Regions from separate parts of the Mus musculus genome. Here regions 2, 3, 4, 5, 6 and 7 are each linked to region 1. A link is a contact called in public Hi-C, HiChIP or PLAC-seq and promoter capture Hi-C data. All regions are on one chromosome and are shown on one strand. Each heading gives the region's core, a stretch centred on a gene start, on an enhancer-like site or on the middle of the called end of the contact. The rest is flanking DNA. Distances are from core to core; before and after follow the strand shown. Region 1 holds the start of Acvr2a (activin receptor IIA). Region 2 has its middle 44 kb from the start of Gm52576. Region 3 overlaps Kif5c (kinesin family member 5C). Region 4 has its middle 79 kb from the start of Gm52576. Region 5 has its middle 210 kb from the start of Gm52576. Region 6 overlaps Gm13481 (predicted gene 13481). Region 7 overlaps Gm13481 (predicted gene 13481).

What was found. Promoter capture Hi-C pulls out the DNA fragments that hold promoters and counts their contacts. A called contact is a pair of places that touch in the nucleus more often than the background predicts. HiChIP or PLAC-seq counts read pairs in DNA pulled down with a chosen protein or histone mark.
Region 2: a contact with region 1 is called in a Hi-C map of Sertoli cells, with 4 times the contacts expected there. The contact joins the enhancer-like site here to the promoter of Acvr2a in region 1. A contact is called at or near these places in 4 of 39 promoter capture datasets (3T3-L1-derived adipocytes, cranial neural crest, hippocampal neurons and 1 more), 1 of 15 datasets of contacts at CTCF or cohesin (large pre-B cells), 1 of 484 Hi-C or Micro-C datasets (Sertoli cells) and 4 of 115 datasets of contacts at active chromatin or transcription factors (craniofacial prominence, embryonic forebrain, embryonic limb bud and 1 more).
Region 3: a contact with region 1 is called in a promoter capture Hi-C map of pre-B cells, with 7 times the contacts expected there. The contact joins the enhancer-like site here to the promoter of Acvr2a in region 1. A contact is called at or near these places in 16 of 39 promoter capture datasets (the 3T3-L1 cell line, 3T3-L1-derived adipocytes, the C10 cell line and 11 more), 7 of 484 Hi-C or Micro-C datasets (CD4 T cells, CD8 T cells, the G1E-ER4 cell line and 4 more), 6 of 115 datasets of contacts at active chromatin or transcription factors (astrocytes, embryonic stem cells, large pre-B cells and 2 more) and 1 of 9 other capture datasets (liver).
Region 4: a contact with region 1 is called in a FOXA1 HiChIP or PLAC-seq map of pancreatic cancer cells. The contact joins the enhancer-like site here to the promoter of Acvr2a in region 1. A contact is called at or near these places in 2 of 39 promoter capture datasets (cranial neural crest and stem cell-derived epiblast-like cells), 1 of 15 datasets of contacts at CTCF or cohesin (large pre-B cells) and 10 of 115 datasets of contacts at active chromatin or transcription factors (astrocytes, differentiating embryonic stem cells, embryonic forebrain and 6 more).
Region 5: an H3K4me3 HiChIP or PLAC-seq map of embryonic stem cells shows a contact between it and region 1, with 8 read pairs. The contact joins the enhancer-like site here to the promoter of Acvr2a in region 1. A contact is called at or near these places in 2 of 39 promoter capture datasets (embryonic stem cells and frontonasal cranial neural crest) and 11 of 115 datasets of contacts at active chromatin or transcription factors (differentiating embryonic stem cells, embryonic forebrain, embryonic limb bud and 6 more).
Region 6: a contact with region 1 is called in a Hi-C map of epidermal suprabasal cells, with 4 times the contacts expected there. The contact joins the enhancer-like site here to the promoter of Acvr2a in region 1. A contact is called at or near these places in 9 of 39 promoter capture datasets (the 3T3-L1 cell line, 3T3-L1-derived adipocytes, the HPC-7 cell line and 6 more), 3 of 484 Hi-C or Micro-C datasets (adipose-derived mesenchymal stem cells, epidermal suprabasal cells and myocytes), 12 of 115 datasets of contacts at active chromatin or transcription factors (SST interneurons, astrocytes, craniofacial prominence and 8 more) and 1 of 9 other capture datasets (adipose tissue).
Region 7: a contact with region 1 is called in a Hi-C map of regulatory T cells, with 4 times the contacts expected there. The contact joins the enhancer-like site here to the promoter of Acvr2a in region 1. A contact is called at or near these places in 6 of 39 promoter capture datasets (3T3-L1-derived adipocytes, cranial neural crest, hippocampal neurons and 3 more), 1 of 15 datasets of contacts at CTCF or cohesin (large pre-B cells), 2 of 484 Hi-C or Micro-C datasets (large pre-B cells and regulatory T cells) and 8 of 115 datasets of contacts at active chromatin or transcription factors (astrocytes, embryonic forebrain, embryonic limb bud and 5 more).

The regions. Positions count from the first base shown.
Region 1 is chr2:48,812,456-48,815,538 of GRCm38.p6, reverse strand. It overlaps Acvr2a (activin receptor IIA), which reads right to left and starts at 1,430. Exons shown (of 11, transcript NM_007396.4): 1 at 713-1,430. The coding sequence starts at 767.
Region 2 is chr2:47,876,728-47,879,810 of GRCm38.p6, reverse strand. No RefSeq gene overlaps it. Among named protein-coding and RNA genes, the nearest start is that of Gm52576, 44 kb to the right of the region's middle. Within about 2 kb of position 1,605, at least 14 of the 459 cell types and tissues checked have an H3K27ac peak or open chromatin away from gene starts, as enhancers often do. A contact at or near this core is called in Sertoli cells, where this site is marked.
Region 3 is chr2:49,731,351-49,734,433 of GRCm38.p6, reverse strand. Kif5c (kinesin family member 5C) reads right to left here. Exons shown (of 26, transcript NM_008449.3): 15 at 1,584-1,730. Among named protein-coding and RNA genes, the nearest start is that of Gm46738, 14 kb to the left of the region's middle. Within about 2 kb of position 1,508, at least 113 of the 459 cell types and tissues checked have an H3K27ac peak or open chromatin away from gene starts, as enhancers often do. A contact at or near this core is called in CD8 T cells, the G1E-ER4 cell line, hematopoietic stem and progenitor cells and 5 more, where this site is marked.
Region 4 is chr2:47,911,895-47,914,977 of GRCm38.p6, reverse strand. No RefSeq gene overlaps it. Among named protein-coding and RNA genes, the nearest start is that of Gm52576, 79 kb to the right of the region's middle. Within about 2 kb of position 1,462, at least 5 of the 459 cell types and tissues checked have an H3K27ac peak or open chromatin away from gene starts, as enhancers often do. A contact at or near this core is called in pancreatic cancer cells, where this site is marked.
Region 5 is chr2:48,044,416-48,047,498 of GRCm38.p6, reverse strand. No RefSeq gene overlaps it. Among named protein-coding and RNA genes, the nearest start is that of Gm52576, 210 kb to the right of the region's middle. Within about 2 kb of position 1,483, at least 2 of the 459 cell types and tissues checked have an H3K27ac peak or open chromatin away from gene starts, as enhancers often do. A contact at or near this core is called in embryonic stem cells, where this site is marked.
Region 6 is chr2:48,087,969-48,091,051 of GRCm38.p6, reverse strand. The region is part of intron 3 of Gm13481 (predicted gene 13481); the gene reads left to right. Among named protein-coding and RNA genes, the nearest start is that of Gm52576, 260 kb to the right of the region's middle. Within about 2 kb of position 1,546, at least 6 of the 459 cell types and tissues checked have an H3K27ac peak or open chromatin away from gene starts, as enhancers often do. A contact at or near this core is called in epidermal suprabasal cells, where this site is marked.
Region 7 is chr2:48,147,961-48,151,043 of GRCm38.p6, reverse strand. The region is part of intron 3 of Gm13481 (predicted gene 13481); the gene reads left to right. Among named protein-coding and RNA genes, the nearest start is that of Gm25338, 230 kb to the left of the region's middle. Within about 2 kb of position 1,408, at least 3 of the 459 cell types and tissues checked have an H3K27ac peak or open chromatin away from gene starts, as enhancers often do. A contact at or near this core is called in regulatory T cells, where this site is marked.

The DNA of each region.
Region 1 (3,083 bases), core at 181-2,680:
ACAATTTCACATGGCCTGTTCTTAACTGAAAACAACGTGTCGGTGCAAAGCGTTTAAAATAAGTATTCCGTAGGTAAGCAGAATCTACGCCTGAAAAGAGCACCCAAATGGTGGGTGAAAGCCAGCACACACCACCAACACACAGCAGCATACCTCTTCTGCACTGGGTTAGGGTTAATACTCCGGCAACTAAAACTATTTTTAACACTACTGGACAATGTAGTTGGAGAAGACGTGAGAGGAGACCTAGATTAAATCGCTGATAGGATGCATTGTTTCTCACAGTCAAAATTAAACACCAGCTCACTTGATCTATGTCTCGATATTCACCGGTGAAGCACTAATTAGATGACGACCAAAACCGGTCCTTGTTTTGGAACAGCTTAGGCTAAATGACATTTTGGAATACCTCCTTCTGGGTCTCAAACCTTTACATAAATTTTCACTTGTGGTATTTGCGGCTTGAACAGCAACCCAACCAGCGCTGTCATCGAGTGTTATGGCCACAAACCATGACTTTCTCACTTGCACAACAACACAGCACTCAACCTATCAGTTCGCCACACCAACCCAAAACAAGTGGAATTCATGGAGATTTCGAGATGATCGGGGCTGCGGGTTTAGGCGCGGGAAAAGCCTCGGCCCGAGAACTGCCCAGCAGACGGCACCCGGCACCCGGCCACAGCCCCGCCGCGCCGGCTCCTCCACCTACCTGAAGAGCAAGAGATAAGAAAGACGGCGAACGCCAACTTTGCAGCAGCTCCCATTTTCCCGAGGCGCCGGAGAAGCCGTAGGAAGTTCTCGCTAGATATCCAGTTCCCTGGGTCTTCCTCGGAGACAAACCTCCTGGTGTAAAATCAACCGTCATAAAACATATTCGGAAGCCCCGAGGCGGGGGGGAGGGGGAAGCAAAAAACGTTCACAGGGTTGAAAAAAAAAGGATTTAAAAAAAAGGCACAACAATTTAAAAAAATGTACCACGGGGGAAAAACCGCCACATACACGCACAACACACCAAACCAAACAACGAAAAGCCAACAACAACAAAAGCGGGTTGGAATCACTGTCAAAATCACTGTCAGCTCCGCTCGCCTCTCGCGTCTCAGCGAACAAAACGCCTGGCTGAGGCGACGAGGCGGCGGCGGCGGCGCCCGCAGCCGCCCGGACGGTCCGGGAGCCGAGCTGCTCCGACGTCCGGACCGACCTTCAACCCGGACACCCAAAGTCCGCGGACCACAGTAGCCGAGCTCGCGGCGGTGGCGGTGCGAGGCGGCCGCGGGAGACGGCGACGGGAGAGACGGTGGCGCAGGCGGCGGCCAAGTTCTGGTCCAGGCTGTGGCTCCGGCTCCCGGCTCCCGGCTCGGCCGCGTTTTCGGTCTCCTGGCCTCCGCCGGCCCCGCCCCCTACACTTCCGGTTCCGTCCTGAAGCTGGAAGCCAGGCGCGGCGGAGAAACGCTCCGCGGCGGCGGTGGCGGCGGCGGCGGGAGCGGCGGCCGGGCGCAGCGCGCGTGCCGGGCGGCGAGCGCGAGGAGATTGTCCGGGAGGCGGGGCGAGCCGGAGGGGCGGGGCCGGATCCGGAGCGCGCTCGCGAGGCTGCGGGAACCGAGACCGAGCAGACGGGACGGCGGGCCCTGCGGGTGCCCGCCGCGGCCCCGAGACGCCCGGTGTGCCCAGTGCGGTGCCCGCCCGGGCGCGAGAGCCGCGGCGCCCGAGCGGGATGGGCGATGCTAAGGCCGACTGCGGCGCCCAGCCTTTCCTCTGGGGGACGCCGAGGCCGCGCCGACTTGCTCCGAGTGGGCGGGAGCCGCACCCGCTGCTGCCCGAGCGAGCTCGGTGCTCGCGAGCCGGCCGCGCCCCCGCCGCCGAGGCCTCCCCACGTTTGTCTTTGGGCTAAAAAATAAAGGCAGGAAGGGCTGTCCGCCAGGTCAGGACACCCTCGCCAGATAGCTCGATGTGAGGTTCGGATCCTATCCACCACACCTTGTATACACAAAGCATTGTGTTGCAAACAGGTTTGCTCCTAGTTGGCGTGAAAGTCTGTATTAGGCTTGAAGTGAAAATCGCAGATTTCAGTGTATTGGACCGTCAGAGACGGTGGTGTTATCAATTCTTAGCCTCTTGTAAGACCTGTTTTTACCCCGTAAGCCATGTTGAACTGTTGATCGGGTGTTCAGTTAAGCACCGAAACATACAGAATGTAAAAATGTGAGCCCTACCTCCAGAAGCTCGGCTATTTGGGATATTCGAAGTTGGCTATAGCGTGCAAAGGATGATTGCTAGAGTCAGTTCGTCTGCCATTTAGCACAATTTGGTATAATAAAGGGGGAGATCTTGTTTTCCACTTTATTCCAGCATTCTGAAGGTTTTGACAGGAATGCTTCCTCAGTAGATAGGTAAATACCTAGAAGTTTGCCCTTTTTTCTTAATACAGTAGTAACCTCTGTGTTTGGAGACATTTTCAAGAAAAAAAGGAAGCAACTGTGGGATGGGTAATTAATGTTTTAGTGTACACTGATCCCCACATTTTTCCACAAACTCACTTGTATTTGTTTTCTTTTTCTCTTCCTATAAACTGCTCTATATTTCTGTCTATTAAGTACATCCTATAATTATCTGCCTATTTCTACTACTTGTCAGGGTTAATAATCATTGTGGCTCTTTAAACTCTCTCCAAGATTTCCAGTTCTCAAGCCCTGCTCAGAATTGATGGTATTATGCAACAAAATCCCAAACTGGTCTTCAGGATGCCTCAGTAAATCGAATGTAGTTCTGCAAACAGTTTAGGCTGGACAGAAACGAAGAGTTGCCACTAACAGTCTTAAAATGGAAGAGTGTGTTTACTTTAGAACCATCTACCCTCCTTTCTCCCAGGGATGGATCAGGCCCTACTGTTGTCTTGTCACTACATCGTCTCGATGTTTCTTCATCGCTAAAAACAGAGCAAGTGAAGCAACAAGAGTTGCATATTAGTTTCCTCTCACCTCCTAGTCTGACATATGAGTGAACGTAAAATTATTTTCTAAAGTAATGAAGAAGAACTTCAAGAATAATTCTGAATAAGAGCATTCTTTGCTAACAAAGAG
Region 2 (3,083 bases), core at 356-2,855, 940 kb after region 1:
GATTGAGAAATTCTTCCTTCTACCTCAAGCCTCGACTCAAATGCAAACAGACTTGACTTAGACTGATCTGTGATGTTCTAGACAAATAAATTCTTTTGGTTTTGCCAAGTATTCTATTTGTTTAACTTAAATTGAGATCATTTTATCAGTAGTTTTAAAAAGTGTTTCTAATTAATTTCTAAAAAGAAAAAAATTGAGGGTTTTTTTTTTGTCTAACCTGAAACAACTATCCCCTTTATTAAAGGGGGGTAGAGGGATTAATGGCTGTCTGTGATAAGCCACCTCTAGCATAATGCCTAGATTTCATATTTAAGCACAATTATATTAGAGAACACAGATTAATTTGTTTTACATATTCAGAGCTAGAATTTTGGGGAAAATGCTATGCAAATTTATGTAAATTGGAATGCATGTTTATGTAAAACAACATGCGATTATGCATCCCTAAATTTACAAGAAAAATTCTGCTAGTCTTCTCTTAAAAAGTAGAGAAAATACAAATATATTCCCAATCCTAGTTTGGACCAGGCTTCCTCTTGCATGGTTTGTCTGGCATGTGGAAAGGCTCTTCCGTGCCATGGCACTGGGTTAGGATTCTGTGTTTCCTTTGCTGAAACATGGTTTTCAGCTTGAGTTCAGAGGATGCTGCCAATTTTATCTCCCTTCTCTACTTTCCTTCATTTTTTTTTTTTTTTTTTTTTGGTGTTTTTGAGACAGGGTTTCTCTGTGTAGTCCTGGCTGTCCTGGAACTCACTTGGTAGACCGGGCTGGCCTCGAACTCAGAAATCCGCCTGCCTCTGCCTCCCGAGTGCTGGGATTAAAGGCGTGCGCCACCACGCCCGGCTCTCTTTCCTTCATTTTTATGTTGAAATATCTTGATTTCCTCTAATTCAGAAAGGTTCTATGGATTGTTGCTTAATTTTTATAAATAAACGTTTTATTTAAGGCCAATGCCACATTTGTCTTTTTAAAATGAACTGTCATAAAGAAGGTGGCACATGCTCAGCTATTTGGCATATATCTTCTAACCCTCCTCCCTAAGTAAAGGAATAGGAGAATCACTTCATCTTCTAGACTGACAGAGCTAATATTTTGCATAAACAAGCAGTCATCTGAGAGTGAGTAGGATATAATTTGTTAATTATTCCAGTTATAATATTTAAACCAGAATTTTTTATCACATCAAGAATGATATTATTTATTTATTTTGGCAGTTGTCAAATTCATCATGGCATCTCTATTGATTAATTTTCACCTCAAAACCTCACATCCTTTACCAATCAGGTGTTCCCTATGTTTCTAAAACACGATTATTGTTTTCACCTATTAAAATAATTTTAATTATTATCAAATTTCTCCAGACTCACACCTTGCACTGTTGTTTAGTTTAGTGAAGGCGTGGTGGCTTTTATTATGTTGTATCCTCTGTTACCCAGGGAGAAAAAGAGAAATATGAATCCATCCTCAAGTGACCTCGGGGATTTTTTTCCTACATAAACCCTATAAGTTGCTTTCTTTTATTGTGTCAGCATGTTGCCAATCTGAGAAAAATCTTGCCTGCCAGGAAAAGCTTAAGGCTGTGAGAAGCAACGGCCTTGAGTGCTGAAATAACTAAGTGGTGAGCTATCCTGTTGGCTGGAGGTGAGTCAGTCTTACCAAGTCTTATCATAATAGAATGAGACATTTCAAAAAAGTCTGGCTGGTCATGTGAGGTTTATAAAATGTATTCTTTGAAGGAGATAATACCTTAGCAATTTGGGGACTTGGATGACAAAAAGATTTATACAAATTCCCATGCCACTTATTAAATGTCTTTATAATTTTATACATGTTGATAAAGTATGAAAGGACACACACACACACACACACACACACACACAAACACACACACACTCACACACACAATTGTTCCTAAAGAACAGAGATAGGTGAGTTGAGACTTTTTTTTTTTGTATCACAAAGTCCATAGGGTAGGACAGTGCTATATAGGCTAAGAAACAGATCTGAGGACTTATTTACTAACTTTTTGAGATTTTCTTTATTTATATTTTATGTGTGAGTGCTCGTCTTAATGTATGTCTGTCTAACATGTGCTTGTGGTATCCATGGAGGACAGAAGAGAGCATAAGATCAGTCAGATCAGGAAACGATGGAGTTACAGGTAAATCTAAACCAACATCCGGGAAATGGACCTGGGTCCGCTTAAAAGCAGGAGTGTTCTGAGCCACTGAGACATCTCTGTATCCATCTCTTACCTCACATTTTCAGGTTTTTTGTTTGGTTGGTGGTTTTTGCTTTTGTTTTGTGTAAATGTTTAAGGATTGTGTGCATGTGTATATGTGTATCCTTTCTCTGATGACATGCTAAAAGTCTGAGGGGAAACATAAAATATTTCCTGCCGAAATGCATCAGCCATCACATACGAAGCATTATTATAAATTAATGTTTCTAAATACAAGCAATCAAATGAATATTTATTATTATTAAATTAAAGTAGATATTAATTTGCAATTCAAATTTTTCTCTTTACTACTTGTAAATAAGCTGGAGTTTTTTGTTTTTTTGTTTTTTTTTTAACCTTCTAAAGTATTTTTTAAATGAGAAAAGTAATTGATCCCAGGATGAGCAAACATTTTTCATGGTATCCTGATGCCTCCTCTCTTTCTGTGATTATGATAAACAATGAATAGATTAATAAATATCTTTTTAAAAAGATGCATGAGACACCTGTAATATCTACATTGACTTAGTCAATTTGTATAAACTAAGTAGGTTTAGAATCACATAGAGACGGTTTAGGATTTTAAGCATGTACTGTCTAGGACTTGAGTTTGACATTGAAAAGTGTGTAATGGTCACAACATAAATTCTAAGAGGAAATCTAGAGATGGGATGGACATGACTTAGTGTTCCAGCTGTGGCTTGATCATTTTTATTTCCTACGTGTTTTTCCATTTAACATGACTTAGAGTAATTTTCAGCCACTGATTAACTCAATTTATGTGTGTATTTTTGATATTTCTGCAAATGTCACCTTGTATTTATTATAAGGCTCAGCTCTAATTTGCATCCTATTTCAGAAG
Region 3 (3,083 bases), core at 259-2,758, 920 kb before region 1:
GAACTGAGATAAAATGATATTGGGTATGAGCCCTAAATATTGGTAGCAAACATGAAGTATACAGTTTTGCGTTCCTGTATTGTGATTTATTAACCATATAAGAATTCAATACCACCTAACAATGACTGCAGCACAATACTAAGTGACCAGCAGGAAAAGCTACAATTATCAGCTGTGACTCCCCATCATGGAGGCCCTTGCTAAACGTGAGTTGGGTTGGTGACTGAGATTTGCCTCCCGATACTGCTCCCCGTTCTATCCCTCCCATAATGCAACAGCACAGATACACTGGCAGCCTTTGCCATTGGTCCAGCATGGAAGGAGGCTCTCTGAGACTACCGTGATCTGTAAGTGAGAGTCATCAATGAAATTAGCTAAGGGCATCTAGTGTCTGGAACCTAAAAATAATCCCAAAGCATGCAATTAGGTATTTAAAAATCCTCTCATCATACTTAGGATTTCCGGCAGGAAGGACCTTTAATGGCAAAGCACAGACACGCTTTGAGTTCACTAATGTGTTCCTCAGCTCAGTGTAAGATCTTAGCATAAAAATATCTTTTCTTATTGTTATCAGCAGGAGGTGCCAACGTCCCACAAATCCACTCCATGAGGTCCTGCGAGCCTTTAATCAGCCCCATGTCAGAACTACACTGCTCAACAGCAACATGTGGCTCTAAACATTAACCGTCAAGCACAGACCAGCCTAGCCGTGACTTAAAAGCTTAACCTGGCAGGGCCTGAAACCGCTGCCTTGCAGCTGCCCTAAGGCTACATAAGATTGGGAATTTCTGGTATATAGTCCCCTCTCCTGGATAAAAGTGGTTAGTGATACAGCACACTGGATGTAAATGAATAAAGACTTGACAGTTGGTGCTACAGCAGTGATCTTGCTACGAGGCAAAAGCGTAAAGATATGAAAATGAAAGTAGCTAAGGATGGGCAGAGAGGAAACACAACAGTCGGGTCCTGTGGATTGTGGAGCCACTGCAATGAAACCAAATTGGGTTCTCTAACTTTAATAAGCCACGAGTCATCTTGTTAAAACACAGAGTCCGCTTCAGTATGTCTGAGGTCAGCCTGGGGTCTAAATTGCTAATTAGCCCCAGGTGATGCAGATGACCCTGAGTAACAAGGCCTAGCCTCCTCCTGTTACACATAATTAAGTGTGGTTTACTCTTTCAGCCCCTGCTAGCTGCCTATGACTTTCAGCTGGAAGCTTTCTCAATTCGTACTGCTTGGCTGGAGAATTCTCACTGCATTGGGCTGGGGGGGTGGGGAAGGGTGGGGACTGAGACCTGGCCTGCAGCTTCTCCCAGCTGAGCCCCAGTGTGAGAGCATTGCAGGTAAGGCTAAAGAAAAAAAAAAACAAGCCACACAAAACCAACCAAGACTGGAAGATGCCCCCCAGATCTGAAAGGCAAACTGTTCCTCTCCATCCCCTCCCCCAGCCCCTGCTTCATGCGCCAGCTCTCCTTTTTCAGCATGCGCCAGGTGCAGAGTACAGCCCTGAGCCTCAGGTGCTGCAGAGCTTGACTCGGATCACACCAGTCAGGGTAGGAACAGAGAACACAAGTCTGGCTTACAGTCTTCACATCGTTGGTGCCAATAATTCCGCCTATCTCCCCCAGGTCCTTGAGAAGCAGGTTCAGGATCTCTGTGGCCCTCTTTTTCTGGTGGTTACTAAGCTCTTGCAGCTGACTCAGCTCTCGCTGGGTGGTTGTCAGTGTCGTCTGGAAAACAAAGTCAGCCACAGGTTACCAAGGTGGCCCATGAATTTCCACCTGTGACCTCCAGAGCTCAACAGCCCATGCCAGACCCAGCTCTTTAATCACTCCTCTGATCTCAGTGGAAAAGCACTCTGAAGGCTGACTGCTGCGTAGCACTTGGTTCTGATACAGAAACTTAATTCAGAGATGTTACCTTGTAAAACCAGCTATGTATTATTACTAGATATGTATTATTATTATTATTATTGGTTATATCGACGCTAGCAAAGTGAGTTACTGTAAATGAATTCAGGGCCCAGAGCAGGGCTCACTGGGTCAAGGTAAGAACTGACTCCAGCAAACTGTCCTCTGACCTCCACCCAGGTACCATGGTACGTGAACATAAAAATAAGTAAATTGTAGTAAGGCCTTTTAAATAAATAAGAGGTTGGAGAGAGAGCTCCGTCTGTAAGGTGCTTGGGGCACAAGCATAAGGACCTAGGTTTGAATCCTGGAAGCTCTATCTGGGTCTGGTGGTGCGCCATTGTTATCCCAGGACTGGAAGGATTCCTCTGGCCATTGGACAACAATCTACCATACTCAGTGAGTTCCAAAACAATGAGACTGTCTCAAAATAAAAAGACAGAGCACACTTTAAAGAAGGATGCTGAGGGCTGACTTGGTCTCTACCTGTACACACTGGCGCAAAAAGAGGCCCTACGTTTATAGGATTTAACTACATTTTCTAACTTACCAAAGGTTGTTTCTTCCCCCTTGTTCTATTTCAGGTTCCCCAGCTCCATGCTCAAACAAAAATCTCCTCCCTGGGTCCCATCCAAATACCCTGAGTAATGGGGTCTGGAATCAATAGCCCAGACAAACACTAATGAGGATAGGTAACAACTTAGAACATCTTCTAGTCCTCAGGGAAGCCAAATTAAATACTATAATTCTTCAGAATTACTCAGGTTCCATAGCAGAGCTTCTTCATAGCAGCAAAAGCTCGATTTTCTCACCAAACTTCATCAAATTAACCTCTTTTCTATCCCCCCACCCCGATTGTTAGCAGGAGAAGCAATGCCTTCTTCAGGCGCAGCACTGGAATCGTAGCTCTTCTAGCATCTTGGTACCAACAGCCTGTGCTGCAGAAGGAAGTCCTCTCCTCCCCGGGCCTTGCAAGTTAATTCAAAGGCATTTTCAGTGAGTCGCTACCACTTACTAAAAATAGTATATTAAAGCAGTCTGATAATAGTTGTTCTGACACAAAACGAGAAGCGTACTATAGAAAATCTTGCCTTGCTTTCAGATGTACAACACAGAAGGGACACGCTGTAGGAACCCAGGGGGACACTGAGTAGAGGCAGAGTGGCAGTCCTC
Region 4 (3,083 bases), core at 213-2,712, 900 kb after region 1:
TTGACATAGTTTAAAGTTTATTACATATTTACTAGAATTCTGATGGTGTACTGTCAGTCTTCCTCTTCTGACCACTGGTTGCCTCATGTACCATCTCTCCTTGTGACAGATGCCTCAGGCAGATACAACTTTGAATTTCAGTCCCCGTCTCTTTCTTCCTGTTGGCTTTAACTTCATCCTTCTTGTTCTGTTTTTGCTTTCATATTTTAATAGGGTCCAAAATAAGACATGGCAAATCTGGCGGATGTTATCCTTAATGAAGAGTTGTATTGTTTTGACACTTATGAAGCTCAAATACTTGTATTCTGAATCAGTATAATGTCATTTGGACTAATCTATATGAAACTATAGAGCTTGAAGCTTGTGGCCTTGTTTTTCCTAACTAAGAAGTTTTCTAAATTATAAAGAAAGTGGATACTTTGGAGTAGTAACCTGCAGTGCAAATAAGTGTGTTCATGTCTCATATGTTGAATGTTTACTTTTGCAACCTCAAGATTGCTAGGGAGAGGCACACTCTCAGCTCACCCAGCAACTCACTATGATTCAGATGTTTCCTAACAACCACCTGGGGGAGGAGAGCAATCTTCTCATTTAATCTTAATCACGGGCAATCAGGGACATTTCACAACTGGGAAATATCACACAAATTATTAGATGTGCAATCATAAAATATAATAAAGGATAGAAAGCAATATAGCCTTGCATATGTCAGGGATTTAATGGAATTATGTTAAGTGTTTAAATATTGTTATATGCTATTCTCTCAGCATGTCAGACTTAAGCCCATGTATCTTTTCTACGCAAAGACCGTAATCTCGAATCAAAGGTTTTGGATTTTACTCTCACAAAGCAAATGGATACTAATGCAGGCTGCATTCAACTGTGTAGCTCCTTGATAGGTGGTGTCCAGGCTGAACTTTCAGGTTTGTCTTTTCTCTTTACAAACCTATCTGGTAACTTAGACCATGAAGTTGTGAGTGTTGATTCGCTTAGCTTTTAGAAATGGATTGATCAGTATGCACTTTACACATATATGAAAAGAATAAATTTAAAGGAATAAATATAACCAATGAAAACTGTGTGGATACAGAGTTGTGTATTGAGAACTCATTGCAGGAGAACTGAGGTTTAGAGTTCTCTTTCCTTTCCTATCAACCTAAATATTATATATAAAGGTGAGTTTTTGTTATTACATGTGAGATCAATAGAAGATATGAAGGAAAAAATAAGAAATGTGGAATCAATCTCGGAGTATGTGACTGATTATGTGGAAAAACGCTTCTAAAACTCCAAGTAATGCTGTAGTCTGAATATTTGTACACCCATTCAACAAAATGAAGCTGACTCATCAATGTGATAATACCAAAGCATGGATTTTGGAAGGTGATTAGCTCCATACTGAATTGGCTTAACCACTCCTATGGAAGAATGCCAGCAACCTGCCTTGATCATCCATATGATTATTCCACTTGAAGGTTCTGTCTCTGAAACTGGAAGTTAATGATTACTATTGGCACCCTGAGTTTGCCCTTCTCAGCTTCCAATTCCAGAACAGTGAAAAATAAATTTCTTTTTTGATAAGCTATCTCATTTATTGATTTTTATTGTAGTGGTTTGAATACACTCACGTACTTAAAAATTTGATAGTTTTCCACATTTTGAGCCAGTGGTAGCTATGATGATTGTGGTAATTATGTAGATTTCTGTTCTATGTATTCAGGGATCCATAGCAACTTTCAGCTTGGATTTGTTTACCACCCATCTTTTGGTGTCCAAATGTCAGGAGAAGGAAAAAGAGTTAGATATTTGCTTATAAGATCTTGGGTAACTTACCTTTGATAATCTTCTAGTGGGCAAATTTCAGTATTATTTTCCTACCTAACTGTAGATGAGGCTAAGAAGTACAGAATGGTTGATGCTCTATTTAAAAACAACAACAAACAAAGAAAAACTAGAGCAGGGATCTGGTATATCTATTATGTTAAACACTGTCTTATTTAAGGTTTTATTGGTTTAAAGAGAGAGACAATGACTTCAGAAACTTTTATAAAGAAAAATATTTAATTTGGGCTGGCTTACACTTCAAAGGTTTAGTCCATTATCATTATTGCAAGAAACATGGGAACATGCAGGCAGACCAGGTATTTGAGAAGGAGCTGAGAGTTCCACATCTAGATCAGTGGGCAACAGGAAGAAAACTGAGACACAGTGGGCAGGCTTGAGCTTTTAAAACCTTTAAGCTTACTTCCACTGTGACATATTTTCTTCCACAAGGCTACTCTTACCCTAGCAAGATCATACATCCTATAGTGTCATTCATTGCCTATGGGCCAAGAATTCACAAACATAAGTGTAGGGGAATTTCCCCCTAATTAATTGATTAGATAAGAAAGACAACAAGAAGGAAGGCTCTGGGCAAAAAGTAAGAGGCAGGCCTTCTGGGTCCTAGAGAGGAAGAGGGGATGTAGGTGAAGGCAAGAGGAGGCATGATGTAGACAGGGAAGTGTTGAACCTAGTGGCAGCTTCCACGACTGAAAGATTTCCAACATAGAATAGTTGATAAGTTTAGGAAGATAGATTCTGCACCCAGCAGTTGTGTCATCTGTTGATTTTAAAGTAAGTTTTTCCATTGGTGACGACACAGGTAGGCCAGAGGGAAAGAACTTAGACAGGGTAGAATTTGCCCAGGCTTTGGAACAGGAAGATTGGTCAAAGGACTGAGCTCCATAGGAGAGCTAGTCACAGCAGAACACTGGTTAGTGAAAGTGCACCCTGCAGCTAGCCACAGAAACCAGGGAATTGTGAGCAGATTGGCAGCAAGCTAGCCCCAGGAACCATGGGGGCGGGCAATATTGCCTATGCCAGTATGTAGTCGATTTAGCGTGGATTGATTTTTATAACTATATGCTACATAGGTTTGTGGTCATACCATACTGCAGAAATGCATTCAATCTACATCAGTTCTGCTAATCTCTAACCGTTTCAATTCTGTTTAAAAGCCCAAAGTTCAAAGTTTCTTCTGAAATTTATGCAATTTCTTAACTTTAATCCCCTGTAAAATCAAAATAAAAAAGCAGATCACA
Region 5 (3,083 bases), core at 234-2,733, 770 kb after region 1:
ATAGGCATGCAGATCTCTGAGTTCAAGGTCAATCTATGGTCCAAAATCCAGGACAGCCAAGCTTAAGCAGTGAAGGAGTTGGAAAAGAGGAAGTCAGTGATAATGTAATAGAACAAAAGGGACAATGTTCCAGCTCCTGCAAGCAGAAGAACTCAGCAGCATCAGTTTTGTGGCTCTGGCTTTATAGTCAAGAGGAGGAGACTACTGGGACAATTGATGCTGGTTAGCTGGAGCTAAGAAATTAGTGGTGATTAAGAAAGGACCACCATCATTAAGGTGACATCTTCTGGGAAGTGTTTTGTGAGACAACAAAGAAGCTATATTTCACAGATAGTTGTACCTTGTGTTGCAGCTGGTCTTGGTAATGTGTAAGAGTCACCCAGGTGGTACTGCTTTTGAAGGCATGAAAGGGTCATGAAGGACAGCTGAGGTTTGACACTGTGAGAAGCCATGGAAGGCTGCTGGTGAAAGTGCAGCCTCAGTTGTAGTTGTCAGCCAAGGATTATTGGTGAGGCCTACTTTTATTGGAAGACCTTAGTGTATTGGATATGTCAGTACCATGGGATAATCACCAAGAACAGCAGCGACAGTAGAGTGGATCAATATGAACATAGGGTGCTACAGAGGACAGACCTTGAGAAGTGATACCAGCTCATTAGAGTAGCCCAGGAGATAATGTGTGAATCCCAAAAAAGAAGCTGTAACACTGAAGCTGCCTTGGAGACATCAAAAATTTTGAGATACCAGAGGCATGGGCTATCTGCTGAGGAAAGCTGCTAAAAGGGAGTGGAACCAGCCCAGGAGAAAGAAATTTGTTGCAGTCAACAGAGATGCAAAAGGAGTTGGAGATCTGAAGTCCACTTTGACATCATACATGGAGATGCAGAGTTTGGACTTTGTGCAGCTGATTTCCTGTCTTGCTTTGGTGATTACAGTTAAGTGATTGGATGAATCTCACAAGAGACCTTGTCTTTGGAATTTGAACTAAATGTATTTTGCATTATGGGATGTTTAGGTATGGCACCCATAGACTCAAGTGTTTGAACAAGCTTATGGGAACCAGGGAGTAGAATGTGATGGTTTGTATATGCTTGGCCCAGGGAGTGACATTATTAGGAGGTATGACCTTTTTGTAGTAGGCATGTCACTGTGGGCATCAGCTTTATGATCCTCATTCTAGCTGCCCAGAAGTGAGTCTTCCACTAGCAGCCTTCAGATGAAGAAGTAGAACTCTCAGTTCTATCTGCACGATGTTCCTACCTTGATGATAATGGACTGAACCTCTCTGAACCTGTAAGCCATCCCCAATTAAATGTTGTCCTTTGTGCTCTTCCCAGCCTTGAGCCAGTTTTTTCAGCCTTGAGCAGGCTGAATAGACATTGAACATTTGCCACATTTGACCTTAATGACCTAGGTGTGTGCCCTCCCCAAGCCTTGAGTGGGCTGATTTATGCCACAGCTGGCTAGCCCACCTAGGGTGGAGTCTTCCAACTTAGGTAAAGTCTATTGTCCTACCACATCTGCAGCTTCCGCCAAGACGCCACTGACACTACCGGCTGAGAGGCTGAGCTTGTTTTCCTGACAAGATCCTGTCAAAGCAAGGAGATCCTGACAAGTCATGAGATCCTGGCATAGTGGGGGATAGGTTTGCCCCCCTTTTAAGTTCATACTCCAAAAGTAAACATTGGTCCTTGATCAGAAACACTGTCTTTGTCTCATTCTTCTCTTGCTATCTCTCCCATACAGACCCAGCTTTTCTTTCAGGAACCCAGTTCATGTAGCAGCTGGCAGCAACATAGGTGGAATGCAACTTCCTCTAGGAACTTGGAAGAATAGACTGCCTGCTGACCTTGCTTTGCAACATAATCCAGCTGAAACAAAGGATGGGTTTGTGGGCGCTCCCTATATGAATGCAGTGCTGAATATTAAGCTTGAAGCCTTGATCAGAACCGTGTCTTCGCTTTATTCTTCTCTCGCCTCCCATCCCCCACCCCCAGCACCTTTTCATTTCCAGCTACCCTTTCTGGTAAACCCAGTTTGTCCATGGCTTCTGGACTGCTACCAGTCATAAGACTTCCCTTGGTTATGGTGTCTGTTCAGAGGAGTAAAATTCTAACTAAGATAGTACAGAAAAAGAAGCAAACAAAGTGAATAGACAATGTAAGATCCGAAGAGCCTTATGTCAGGGATGTTCCACTTACAGAAACACATAGATGGAGATCGATGCAACAAGTAAGAGGTTTATTGATTCAGCGCACTGGGGCCATCCTGAAATCTGGGCAGGGGTAACCCCAAATCTCCTAAGCACACCCTTTTTATACAGTTCAAGAGTAGACCTTGGCCGGGTGTGGTGGCACATGCCTTTAATCTCAGCACTTGGGAGGCAGAGGCAGGCGGATTTCTGAGTTCGAGGCTAGCCTGGTCTACAAAGTGAGGTCCAGGACAGCCAGGACTACACAGAGAAACCCTGTCTCGAAAAACCAAAAAAAAAAAAAAAAAAAAAAAAAAAAAAAGAGTAGACTTTGGTAATAACATGAGTTAGTTTAAGCCCATTGGTGGCCCACAGTGACCTTTTCATTCCCCCCTTTAGAAATGGGGATTAGCCTCTCTCTTCTGGAGAGGCAAGTGTTTCATGACCTTCCCAAAGTTCCTAAGCAGCACTGAAGGCCCCAGGTGAGGTGAGGTCTTAGTCACAGGAAAAGGGAACAGAAACATTTTTGGTCGTTATCTGCATTTGCCTTGCTTTCTTGTAAAGCTTGTTTTTCTGGGCCATTCTAGGAAGGGAGTGTTTGCCACAGCCTTCTAGCAGAAGATCCCAAGCATGCAATTCTAGCAAGGTCTTTCAGCGGTCATCTTATGATTGCTAAGGTTACACATTAACCTAGAAGATCACTATATTTTCAAAATATTCATCTGAGATGAAGGTAACGTCCAGAACATAAAACTAAAAGAACTTAGTAACAATAAACTAAGTAATATAATATAATATCATATCAATCATATCATATCATATCATATGATATAAAATGGGCCACATAATTAATTAGGCATTTCTTGAAAAAAAGTAATAAATGATCATCAGG
Region 6 (3,083 bases), core at 297-2,796, 720 kb after region 1:
CACCACCTCTGGCTCTTATAACCTTTCTGTCCCCTTGTCCACAGAGTTGCTTGAGTTTTGCAGGAAAGGGTTTAATGAAGGCAGGCACTGTGTTGGAGACTGACTGCTCCAAAGGGCGTATTGTCTCTGCATGCTGTGCAGCTGTGGATGCCTGTGTTAATTCCTTTCTCCTGCACGAAGAAGCTTCTCTGATGAAGGCTGAGTCACGGATCTATGTGTATAGCAGTAGGGCATTATGAATCAATTTATTACAGTGTTCCTTCAGCAGAATAGTAGTATTTGATTTTCCCTTAGGCATGACCTAATCTCCGTTTTTTGACCACTTTAGCAGTGTCAGGGATTGCTTCCATGTCATAGAATGGACCTTGAATTTAACAAAAAATGTTGATTCCTCTGATGACATTTGTGCCATGATCAGAATATCTTGCGAAAAGGTCCCTGTTGTAGGCTTGTAACTAGGTCATATTCACGATTACTTTTTCCCTTCAGAACAGAGTACTTTTAAGGACCAATCACACTAATCAGCAGTGATGATACTTCCAGTTCTTTTTCTGAGACTTCAACTTCTTTTTATAAAATGATATAAGTAACTGTTGTCTTCAACGTTAGGGCCTGGCCACGAGGTTGAAACAAAGAGAAACTAAGAACCTTTACAAATAGCCTGTGATGCTTGGAAGTTTCTAGGGGATCCTTTGCTTAAAGACTCAAGATTTAACTTATTACTGACACCAGAGGTGTTTTTTGGTGACAAAGATATCTAGTTGACATTGTCTTCCCCATTTTATCTTGACTCTATTTAGAGTATTTTCATTCTTACATGTATTTATTACACACACACACACAAACACACACACACACACATATGTATATATATATAACATCATAATTTTTGTTTTTATTTTTAGTAGTTGTTTTGTTTTCATAATTTTTGTTATTAATTTGTTTGTTTTTATTTAAATTTTTGGTTTTTTTTAAAGATAAAGTGAGAGAAAGAACATAAAATTTGGTGGTTGGAGAGGTAGGGAGGCCCTAGGAGGACTTAGGAGAAGAGAAAGTAGTTAAACTCTACTGTAGGAAAATTTTTAATTAATAAAAATATAAATAACTTCTGTATTTGGAAAAGCAACCACTTTATCAGTTTCTCTTAGGCTTACTGGATAAGATTTCATCATATCCCCTTGAACTAGAGTTACCCATTTTAGTGAGCTACAATGTAGGTGCTAGGAACCAAATCTGGGTCATTTGTAGGAATAGCAAATGTTCTTCTCTGCTGAAGAGCCCTGCACTCTTATTTTTTTAAACAAGAAAATCTTGTCTGTTAAAGCAAGCAAATGATTATAATAACTCAGTAAACAGTGTTTAATTTTCTATTAAGGAAGTGATCATAATTAAAATGATTATACTTTCAATAGAATCCTTGCATAAGTTGTTGAACAAGTTTCCTGTTTTGCTCCTAGGTGTGTTTCACTGATGTCTCCTATTGCATAAACGAGTAGGACTGTGTACATTACACAATGTAAACTCTTATGAATGTGTTTGGAGCAAGGCTTGTTGAGGACAAAAATCAGAGAACAGGCTTATCTTGATAGATTGCAGTACTGAGCTAGCTACACCTCTTGCTTGGTATCTATTTCTCACACACCTCTTTCTCAGTAGTCATTCTAGAAGAGCTGAGAGACCATAGCTATGAGTCAGGATGCATATGGAGAATTTCCAATTTCATGCTGCCCAGAGATTCCACTCTCCCTCCCCTAGCCCTCAGAGTTTTTATTTCATTAGCATCTTGAGACTATAAGATTATGTGTGCCAAAGTCTGAAAACTTTTGTGCTACTGATGAGGAAAAAATATATTGGCAAAGACCCTGCACATATGATGAAAGATCCTGCATATATGATGATGGGTCAGAAAGAAACTGGGGTAGGATCAGTGAGGAAAAGGGAAAGCAGGAGTTGAAAGGACAAGCAGTCTACACACTTTTTCAACTTCTTTCCCTGATGACCCACTTTCAAGCAAAGTCGGCAATTGTTTCAGCAGCATAAAAGTAGAAGTCTGCTTGAAAGTTGTTTAGACACTGGCTTGGTACTGTGACTTTTTTTTTTTTTCAAGACAGGGTTTCTCTGTATATTCCTGGCTGTCCTGGAACTCACTTTGCAGACCAGGCTGGCCTCCAACTCAGAAATCTGCCTGCCTCTGCCTCCCGAGTGCTGGGATTAAAGGTGTGTGCCACCATGCCCAGCACTAGTACTGTGACTTTTCTATATGTGTATGTTTAGGTTATAATTTTTGCTTTATCCAATTCTTGAGTCTACTATTTGATGAAAATATAATGACATGGTACAAAATTCTCTATGAATTTTTGTTATTGATCAATTTACATTAAGATACTGATATCAATGTATTATTCTTTATATAGAAAATTTCATATACATATATGGTATGAATATATAAATAACACAATATTTTGACTTTTATTTTACTTATACAAATTGATGATAAATTCATGTATACTAAATTATCTAACATTAATACTATATGAAAAAAGTACATATGATGAAAGACCCTGCATATATGATGCTGGATCAGAAAGAAACTGGGGTAGGATCAATGAGGAAAAGGGAAAGCAGGAGTTGAAAATTATATAGATAGCATTTATGTATTAAAGAGATAACTATCAATTTTTAAATTATTATTGTGTTTACTAGAATAATAGGATAGTGTTGATGTGGAAATCATATATCCAATCATATAATATTATATTTAATTTCAGAGCAATGAAGCAAGAACAATCACTATGGAGTTTTTATGAGCTAGTTCAGGACTGTGATCAAATATTTACTCAAATGTCTGTATTTTTCATGTTTTAATATATTATCTAGACCTTCTAGGAAACTAATGAAAGAAGTTAGAATCTAGAAGGATAATTATAGAGTCGAAAGATGTTGAGAGATGGACTTTCACATTCATTGCTACTGTATGATGAGTCCAAAGATCATTATGCCTGATATCAGTGGGCAAACAGCCAGAATAAAAGCATGTGTCTGAAAGGTGCTGGATAAGAAAGTGGGAGAGAAGAAGAATTCAG
Region 7 (3,083 bases), core at 159-2,658, 660 kb after region 1:
GAGAGACCCTTGGCTGAGAATTTCCTCCATCAAATTGACTGTGGGCATGTCTGTGGGTATTTAAAATAATGATTGGTGGGAGAGGACACTAACACAGCCATGCAGGTAGTCCTAGGTTTGACAAGAAAGGAAATGGAGCAAGGCATGGAGAATAAAAGGCAGTAAGTAATGGTCCTCAGTGGTCTCTGTTTCAACTTTGCCTTCAAGTTCTTGCTCCCATTTAAATGATTTATTTCATTTTGACTTAGATTTGGTAGGTGATATTTATCTAAAAATTCATCTTTTCTGTTTTTTTTTCACTTGTTTTTATAGTTTACTTGACTATAGATTTTTAAAGTATGTTTTTACAGTTGTGTCAATTTCCTCACTATGTGTTGCAATGTTTCCAATTTCACCTTAAATTTTGTTAGTTTGGATCCTCTCCTTCTTGTAGTTAATTGGCTACCAATTTGTCTGAATCTTGGACCTTTTTTAGATTAGGGGGGTTTTCTTTTATGATTTTGTTGGAAATATCTCTGCCTTTGACATACGTCTATTCTCTTTTTTTTATAACCTGTTATTCATAGGTTTGTTTCTATTATAGTTTTCAGAGTTTCTACAATTTCTGTCCTTAGTTTTCCTCCTTTTCACTAAAAATAGACTCTGTTTTAACATAGTCTATCCTGATTATTGTTTTCCATTCCTATATTCTCCTCACTTTCTCTCTATCTTTCTTCCCATCCTGATCTACTCCTTTTCTGACTTGCATTGTAAAATAAAACAAAACAATAACAGCAGCAGCAACAACAACAACAGGAGAGGTTTCTAAGGTATAAGACTGAGGGTGAACCATCTCAGAGGTGAAGGGGTGGGGGAATGGGGAGCTAGTCTCTGTGAAGTGGGGGCACCAGTGAAGTGGAAACTTCTGTTTTCTTTGGAAAGTCAGTTATGTCACATGATGTTTTTGCTGAAGCAGACACAGGTGAAAGGATGTTTGGCTAAAGCAAGCTTGTGAAAGAACATCTGATGAAGGATTCATGATGAAGTATTCTTCATCAACAACATGCAAATATTCATTGTTGAGCTTCGTTTGTAGTGATTCCCAAGAGAGGAATGCACCCAAAACCATCAAGCGGTGTTCTGGCTGCTTCTTGCTGCTTTGGTAGACTTGGGATAATTGGCAGAGTGATGTCAGATGATACAGACTCACATGGAGTTTTGCTAAGACAGACTTAAGTGCTGAGGCACAGCACGTGAAGGACATGATGTTTGGAGGTAGTATAAATATGACTTAATGGACTGTGAGAAAGGCTTGCTTGCATAGCTAGCTTTGCAACACTTCTTTGTCTTTGTCTTTAAGTCTTTGCTTTCACTTTGTTGAGAGAGGCACAGCAGAGAACTTCTGGTCTTGGTTGCCCCTGCTGACTAGTGCAAATTCGGTGGAGAACTTGCTGTTTCTGATAGGTCATGCCCCAAATGTTGTTTCATGTTTCCTATCCTGACATTGCTGAAATGGATTGCTGGTATATTTTTGAAGTATTTGCAAATGGATCAAGCTGCTGCTGCTGATTTCTGTGAACTCAACTCCTGATTTCCTGACAATGCAGGTGGGATTTGCTCCAAACAACAATATCTATGCAGGTCCACTTCTACCATAACCTAATACCCTTCCTTTTACACTACCTCTGGTGGATGGTGGACTAGAAGAGAGGTTAAAGCATTTAAGAACCCTTAGTAAAATAGGATTTGAAAAATCAAACCCTACACACTGGGAAGGAAGGCAAGGTTTGAGATGTAAATGAATGAATGAATGAATGATTCAATGAATGAATGAATAAGTACAAACACTACATTGGAAGACACAACATATACACAAAGGATGAAGTTCAAATCTGTGCAGGCCCTGTACATGTTGCCTCAGTTTTCATGTAGTTCATATGAGCAATGATGGTGATGAAAAAGAAGTTTTTTGATGATGGCTGAGTAAGGCCCATCTATGATCATGGGAGAATATCATTAGGAATCATTTTATTGCTATTTTCCTAGACCAGAAATATTTGGTTTTCCCATATATCCCTGGGATATCTAGTCTTAGGTTCTTTATCACTCAGCCAGTATTCATTTGGGTTCCATCTTGTGGAGTAGACCTTAAGTCATATCAAATATTGGTTGGTTACTCCCATAAGATTTGTGCCACTATTCCCCTAGCATATCTTACAGTCAGAGCACCACTATAGATCAGACGGTTTGTGGCTTGGTTGCTCTTAATGTTTCTCCATTTGTAGTATGCAGAACATCTTCTCTTATTTTACTAAAATTGCTAGAATGTAGGGGTGAAGTTTCTCTGTGGGCACCAGCACACCTTCTCCATGTTCAGTGAATGGTGCAGGTGTTGTCTACAGCAATGGAGCCTTGCTGTCAGTGTGTAGCAAGCAACCTATTGTCTTGACAACAAGCAGAGTTGTTTAGGGGGTTTATATGGGACTACTTTGCCTAGCATTGTAATCAGATGTAACACAATTTCAGCACTGGATGCTTCATTTGGTAACAAGATGGCTGACTGGGATCCTATTATTTGGTGGTTTCATTTATGTATATATTTTAGGAAGCTTCTACTGTATTAAGTTTGCATACTATATTTTAACTAGCTTTGATTTGTATCTCTCTCTCCAAACTTCATCTCTCATCCCCCATTCCCATCTCTCTCTCCATGTGATCCTCCAGTTCCAGGCCTCCTAATCTATTGGTATCAATTTTTCCTTTTCTTATTGAGATCTATTTGACATCCCTTCCCCCTCCTAGTTTCTTGCTCTATACCAAACTTCTGTAGTTTCATGATTTACAGTTTGGTTATCATTGACTTAACAGCTAATATTCTTATATAAGTAAATACATTCCATATTTATATTTATGGATCTGAGATGCCATTTTAGAATATTCTTTTCTAGTTCTATCCATTTACCTGTAAAGTTTATTACATCATTTTTGAGGACCAAGTAATAGTCCCTTGCGTAAATGTACCATTTTGCTTCATTCATTCTTTTGTTGAGATATATCTAGGTTGTTTTAAAATTCTGGCTATTATGAACAGAGCAGTATTGACA